Linked DNA regions of Mus musculus: region 1 is linked to region 2. The links are chromatin contacts, called in public HiChIP or PLAC-seq maps. All regions are on one chromosome and are shown on one strand. The core of a region is the stretch at or near the end of the contact, and the rest is flanking DNA. Distances in the headings are between cores, read along the strand shown. Region 1 overlaps Abca17 (ATP-binding cassette, sub-family A (ABC1), member 17). Region 2 holds the start of Ccnf (cyclin F).

Evidence for each region. HiChIP or PLAC-seq counts read pairs in DNA pulled down with a chosen protein or histone mark.
Region 1: a contact with region 2 is called in an H3K27ac HiChIP or PLAC-seq map of trophoblast stem cells, with 11 read pairs. The contact joins the enhancer-like site here to the promoter of Ccnf in region 2. A contact is called at or near these places in 2 of 39 promoter capture datasets (the HPC-7 cell line and liver), 1 of 15 datasets of contacts at CTCF or cohesin (the NIH/3T3 cell line), 6 of 484 Hi-C or Micro-C datasets (the AML12 cell line, LSK cells, bone marrow-derived DN3 thymocytes and 3 more), 7 of 115 datasets of contacts at active chromatin or transcription factors (the HPC-7 cell line, the SCID.adh cell line, bone marrow-derived macrophages and 3 more) and 3 of 9 other capture datasets (adipose tissue, liver and pancreatic islet).

The regions. Positions count from the first base shown.
Region 1 is chr17:24,314,651-24,318,030 of GRCm38.p6, reverse strand. It overlaps Abca17 (ATP-binding cassette, sub-family A (ABC1), member 17), which reads left to right. Exons shown (of 31, transcript NM_001031621.3): 11 at 792-917. Among named protein-coding and RNA genes, the nearest start is that of Abca17, 35 kb to the left of the region's middle. Within about 2 kb of position 1,785, at least 12 of the 459 cell types and tissues checked have an H3K27ac peak or open chromatin away from gene starts, as enhancers often do. A contact at or near this core is called in trophoblast stem cells, where this site is marked.
Region 2 is chr17:24,249,688-24,253,172 of GRCm38.p6, reverse strand. It overlaps Ccnf (cyclin F), which reads left to right and starts at 1,764. Exons shown (of 17, transcript NM_007634.4): 1 at 1,764-1,878. The coding sequence starts at 1,863.

The sequences.
Region 1 (3,380 bases), core at 536-3,035, 65 kb before region 2:
GATTCACCTAACTATCACCCTGTAGTTGGCAGCGGAGCATAATTACCAGTGAGTCTCGGTTTCTCTGAACCTACCCCACATCTGACGCACTGGACGCACTGGACTCGAGGATGAAACAAGGAGGATCATTTCGTCCAGTGTATGCCTGTTGAATCCCAGGCCCTGCGTCATCCTACAGAACTCACCCCCTTGCTAACATCAGAACCCAATCTGCTAGAGTTCTCACATCCCGTTTCTCCACTGAGGCCTCTGTGATCACGGCAATGTGCCAATAGCAGTGCCACAGCTTTTCTAGACAACCCCAGAAATCCACAGACTACTTTTTCTTACAAATATGAGCTCCTTGTGCTTAGCTTCGCCTCGCCCGGTGGCCTGGAGATGTTTGCCTATGGGCCTAGTGAGGACCCTCTGCAGCATCTGCTCTGCCTTCTTTCTGAGAGTATGGAGAAGCAGGTAAATACTACACCAGCATCCCCATCCAGGTCACTCCCCCAAGACTACTGGTAAGGTGGCTTTCCAAGTGGAGTCAAGAGGCTGGAAATACAGCTGTTTCCTTAGCTCCTCTCTGAGGGCCTGCCAGGGATTATAGATGATCTAGAGTGAATCCATCAGGGATTATAGACAATCTGGAGTGAATCCATCATCGTGCTGGTTAATTTCTCCAGGTGCCATGAAATAATTGGTTCAGCAAATAAACTGCCTATGGGGCAGGGGTCTAATTCACCAAAATGTATCTCCTGGAAGAGAAAGATCACATGAACAGTTAGTGTGTAAGTTAACTTCTCGTGCAGAAGCCCGTTCCAGAGATACCGCCACTTTTGAATATTGGGGATCCTGAGAAACCGTCAAAAGGGAATTTCATGCAGGATGAGCCAACAAATCAGATGAACACAATTGAAATCCAACATCTGTATAAGGTATCGGCTTTCTAATTTCCTCTACAGGACTTGAGAAACAACCCTCTAAGCTTGTGTTTTGTTCAAACCGTGCTTATGTAGGACCCCCGATATGGGGACCCCTACTCTAGTCCAGGGACAGGGTGCACCCACGAACACACAAGAATCCTTCTTGATGCAATACACATGAGGGTGTTTATTGGCAGAGCTCTGGGCCGACCCATACCTCACACAGGAGGCAGGGGAGTCTCGAGAGCTAGGGGTTTTTATGGAAGAAAAAGGGATAGGGGTGCGAGGAATTTCAACAAAGGTATGGGATTGACTCATTCAAACATTAACAGAAAGATTACATGTTAGCAAAAGGGCATCACGACTTTGTTCCTGTGGGCTGGGGGCTTATCTTTGTTCACATAGCAACCAGTTGATGTATGACTTTACCCAGCAAGGGGCAATAGACAGAGGGGAGGTTCCGGCCATATGGTGTTGACTCAGACAAGATAGCCCTGCTTGTGTCCTTGCATTCCTTTTCATCTTTAAGGTCAAGCTGTTCTTAGGAATGTCTTAACAACAGCCTTGCCCTGACATTCATGCCTGGGCCTGTTCTGCTTCGTTCTCGGCTCCAGGCCGTGGGATCATAGACAACTTTTTTTTACATGAATCACAAGTTACAAAATCTCATTTTCCTTCACTTACAAGCTGCTCTGTGTAATTCAGAGAGTGTTTGTTTTTGTTTTTGTTTTGGTTTTGGTTTGGTTTGGTATCATCATCATCATCATCCAGTCTTTTTTTTTTTTTTTTTTTTTTTTTTTTTACAGACCAGTTGTGATTCTCCTCCAGGTCCACCCTCTGACAGTCCATCCCATTCTTCCCTCCCAACCCTCTTCCCGCCCCCCGGGGCCTTAAGTCTCTCCAGGGTTAGGTGCTTCTTCTCTCACTGAGGCCAGACCAGGCAGTCCTCAACTGTAATGTGGGGAGCGTCATAGCAGCTGGTGTATGCTGCCTGATTGGTGGCTCAGTGTCTGAGAGATTAGTTGAGATTTCTGGTCTTCCTATGAGCTCCTCCTCAGCTTCTTCCAGCCTTTCCCTAATTCATCCACAGGGGTCCCCAGCTTCTCTCCACTGGTTGGATGTAAGTATCTGCATCTGGCTCTCCTTATGTGACCCTATTCTCAAAACTGAGAAACACAACTTGAAATGCCCCGTTTCCTGTCATGAAGTTAAGTGGAAGGAAGACCTGTTGATGAGGTTTTCTCAGAAACAGCATCTTCTCAACCTCCACTGGAGACAGGCGAGAGTGCAGCCGTTTGATGGATGACTTGTATCCACTAAATCAAAATGTAAACCAGATCTCCCTATTAGCCTCCAAACCCAGGAGCAGGAAGCTGCTGTTCCATAGGTGCTTGCAGAGGCTTGCTTCACACAGAACCCTGTTTACTAAGGATTTCAGCCACAGGTATAGTCTCGGTGCTTACTGTGTCTACAGTGTGGCTGTCTGAAATCTCTGTTCTTCAATTATAAAAGAAAGCAGAGGGATACTCTGATCTTTGGTATTATGACTTTAAAACTCTAACTTGGCTGGATATGGTGGCACAAGCCTTCAGTCCCAGCACTTGGTAGGCAGAGGCACATGGATCTCTGTAAGTTTGAGATCTGCCTGGTCTACATAGGGAACTCAAGGCAGTCAGGGATATGTAGTTAAAGCTGTCTCAAAAAAAACAAAACAAAAATAAAAACAAAAACAACAAAACAGGACTGGAGAGATGGCTCAGCCATTAAGAGCACTGACTGTTCTTTCAGAGGTCCTGAGTTCAATTCCCAGCAACCACATGGTGGCTCACAACCATCTATAGGGGGATCTGATGCCCTCTTCAGATGACAGATGTTTATGCAGTAGAGCACTCATACTTTAAATAAGTAAAATTTTAGAAATTTGTATTTTTATACATATAAATAAATAAGCAAATAAACAAACCACTCAGCCTTGTGTTGCCTTCTACCTGGGGACAAATGGATCATGTCCTAGCCCAGGACACCCAGGAAATAGGTCCAGGTCCTCTATAAAATTAGTAGTTAGGAGCCTTCTAGCTCTCCTGTGTGTTCTCTCCTGTTCTCTCACTCTCTTCTACTGGCTCTGGCTCTCTCTTCATAATACGCAGTCTTGGGGCAGATGGGTCTGCATGATTTCAGCCAATCAGCAGAGCCAGCTCTCTGCTCTTTCTAATTGTGACAGATGTAATCATTGCTTCTCCCTGGACCATCCCTACCATGAGCTTTTAGGACTGCAGAATGGCTGGGGCCACTCATTGGTGGCAGAAGGCCGGGCGGGGTTCAAATGCTCCCTCTGGCGTGCCTTTCCTTCCCTTTGCCCTCTTCCCTCTACTTGCTTGCAGCAGGCTGCCTGTCATCCTTGTTCACAGTTGGGCCACACAGCACCCCTGCTGAAAAGGAGGCTGAAGTCAGAGGACAAGGCTGTGGAGACCAAAT
Region 2 (3,485 bases), core at 515-3,014:
GACTACAACAGGAACACACTTTCTAATAGTGCCACTCCCTGGGCCAAACATATTCAAACGTGACAGAAGTGGTACCTAACTATAAGCCAACAGTCAGGAAGCTGGAGCAGGACAGACCTCACGTTATAGGTCAGCCTGGGCTTCGTGGGGTTTTCTAGTTTGCTTTCTGTTCTAACAAACAACAGGACCAAAAACAATTTATTTGTCTTACACTTCTAGGTCACAACCCATCATTGAAGGAAGTCAGAGCCGGAGCTCAACCAAGGCAGGACCATGGACCAGTGCTGTCTGGCTGATGCTCAGCTAGCTTTCTTATATAGCCTAGACACACCTACCTAGGGATGGCACCACCAGAGGTGGTGAGAGGCTGAACCCTCTCAGTCATCAATCATACCAATCCCTCACAGACATGGCCACAGACCAGTCTGATATGGGCAATCACATAACTGAGTCTCCCTCAGATGACTCTAAGCAGTGTCAGGTTGTTAGCTGAAGGGCATTGGGAGACCCTTTATCAAAACCAACAAAACCCGCCTCCAATAAATAATAGAAACTGAAATTGAGTAGGATACAAAACAAGGTAGAGCAAAAAAAAAAAAAAAGACAACTGATCAACTGATGACTTTGTAACTCTGATTAACCAGGGGACCAGATAGATTGTTATGTATTCTGAAATGTGATGGACAGCGGGTTTGCTCATTGTTAGATTTAGTTTTTTTAATACCTTCCAGAGGCTACCAAAAGCAAATTCTGAAAACAGCACTTCTGTCCCAAGTAACAAAGTACAAAAGGAGGAAGATAAAAAAGTAACAAAGTAGCTGGGTGGTGGTGCCACATGCCTTTAATCACAGCACTCGGGAGGCAGAGGCAGGCGGATTTCTGAGTTCAAGGCCAGCCTGGTCTACAGAGTGAGTTGCAGGTCAGCCAGGGCTACACAGAGAAACCCTGTCTCGAAGAAAAGAAAAAGTAACAAATTGGAAAACAGTATAGTCTTCCGGAAAAGAGACAGTGTGAGGGTTCCCCATGGAGATCAGCAGCAATGGGGAGCAAATCCCAAGTCTTGCTCTAGGGTTCTCTAATATTCTGTGCTGTGAACAGCCATTCCCTATTAACTGTCTCAGACCCACTAGAGGTCTTGCTATCCAGCTTCCAGCACAGGTCAGATACAGTGAGCATGCTGGCTTCGGGGAGGGGATGAAGGCTGACCCAAGCTGTGGGGATAAGCCTGGGCCTATTCCTCGCTCTCCACCCTCAAGAGACCACTTGTCTTTTCTCGACAGATCATCTCATGAGAATACGGAACATGTACTCGAGTGAACACATCGCTCAGCAGACTGTGACTGTGGCTGTGGCTGCCCGGCATCGGAGCCCAGCTTCTGCAATTTCCACATCAGTGTTGGAGTTGGCGCCTCCAAATGCAGTCTCCTCGGCCGGAAGCTCGCGTGGGAGGGACAGGTAGTAAGCCACGACCAACTCCGGACGGTAGGACAAGTCTTGGAGGGAGAAGACCAGCCCTCTCTGCCTCCGGGCGGGCTTTTTAGGATAGCCCGCCGGCGCCAGCTGAACTCCTCCGTCCCCCGCCCAGCGGAGAAGGCGGGTCAACCACGAGCGATAAGCCAATAGACAGCCAGCGTTTGAATTCGCGTCCTGGTGTAGCCAATCACAAATGCCCAGAGCCTGCGGGGCAGGAGAGGCTAGTGATCTGGGGGGCGTAACTCTGTGGTCCTACCAGTAGGAGCTCCCGGCGCGTTTGAAAACGGGGCGGGGGTGGGGCCCGCGCCTGCGTGAGGCGCTCCGTGCACTTGCCCCAGGCGCGGGCGCGCTTGAGAGCGGTCTAAAGCGGCAGTGGAGGGAGCTCGGCGATGGGGAGCGGCGGTGGTGAGTGCTGGCGGGAGCCGGGTAGGCGATAGGTCATACGGAACGGAGGCCGGAGGAGCATGGACTCGGGCCCCTGTGACCCGGGAGTGCGCGTCGCATCCCCCAAAGCACGGGGTAGGCACGTATCCCCGACTGCGAGCCCGCCCGCGCGGTTTAAATGCCCGCCCGGCGCCTATGCCTCTCCTGTTACCCCAGGGCTATTTAGGTTCTCTACTTAGCAAACTACGATTTTACTTATCTGTGAAGTCGTGGGCAATCCACACGATATAGAGCGATCTCAGGCCCTGTCCGGACTCTTGTGGGCGGCTTGATCACCTGAGGGTTGGCTGAGGCCACAGGATCTGCCCCGTGAAAACGTCTCACGACCTGGGGGTGCGATTTCACTTGTTAGAGTGGTTAAACACTTCCAGACATGCTCTAGAGCACACGAGTCAAGAAACTGTTATGATAATATTCTTAGAATGTTTGGGAATTATAGCTCTCTGGGTATACATTTGGCCTTTGCTGTAAATTTGGTTTCCAATAAGACTCAGGTGAAGAGTTTGGGAGTGGACAGTCTCTTAGAGACCTCCTGATGGAAAGCCCGAGGTCAGCCACTTTTGCCTCAGTGTGAGGAGGAAAAATAGGTAGAAAGATAGGCGCATTTATAAGTAGGAAGGCAGGACCTTGGGGGGGGGGGGTAATGTGGGGGCCCTTTGTGAAATAGGGAAAAAAGCCATAGGCGTTGAATGAAGAATGAATTGCTGAAGTAAATATTGGAACAACCCACTGTGGAGGAGAAGAGCTCATCTGAAGAGCATGTCTGGGTCCAGTTGCTGTGTGCCTGAGTTCTCAACATGTGGGCGCGACTCCATTGGGGGGGTCACACGACCTTTTCACAGGAGTTGCAGATCAGACATCCTGCATATCAGATATTTACATTAAGATTCATAACCGTAGCAAAATTACAGTTATGAAGTAGCAATGAAGGTATTTTATGGTTGGGGGTCACTGCAGCATGAGGAACTGAGTGTATTAAAGGGTCCACGGTGCTAGGAAGGGGTGATTTTGCACTGTAAGCTGAGTGTGGAAGACCCCTCTGTTTGGGGACTGGGGAGCTCTCACCATCTGCCAAGCTGAGAGCTGCTCTGGGATGGATCTGGCCTCCATGTTCTACAGAACGGCCTGCTAATTTGAGTTCCCAGTCTATGCTATGCAAGTCCCTTGGTCAACCATATGCTGATAGTCACATGTTCAAATATAAACAATGTAAGCTGGCCATAGTGACTAATACTTAGAATGCAGTACTTGGCAGGTAGAGGTAGGGGAATCAGGAGTTCAAGGGTAACCTCAGCTAATGTTAGTGAATTTGAGGCCAGCCTGGGCTATAGCAAAAGTCCAAGGGATCTTACTGACTGGTTGTGAGCTAGCCTTCACTGCTGAGCAGTTTCTTGGCCCCAAAAGTACCTTCTTGAGTACAGTTCAAGGAAAACTGAATGTTCATCAGTGTCGACTGCTTTCTCCAGCTCTGGTTGTCATGTAGATCTTGGATTAGAAAATTTCCAACATTCAAGTTACATGTTACCTGATATTCTCCCTGAATATTTATTGGCTATAAAAGGAATGGT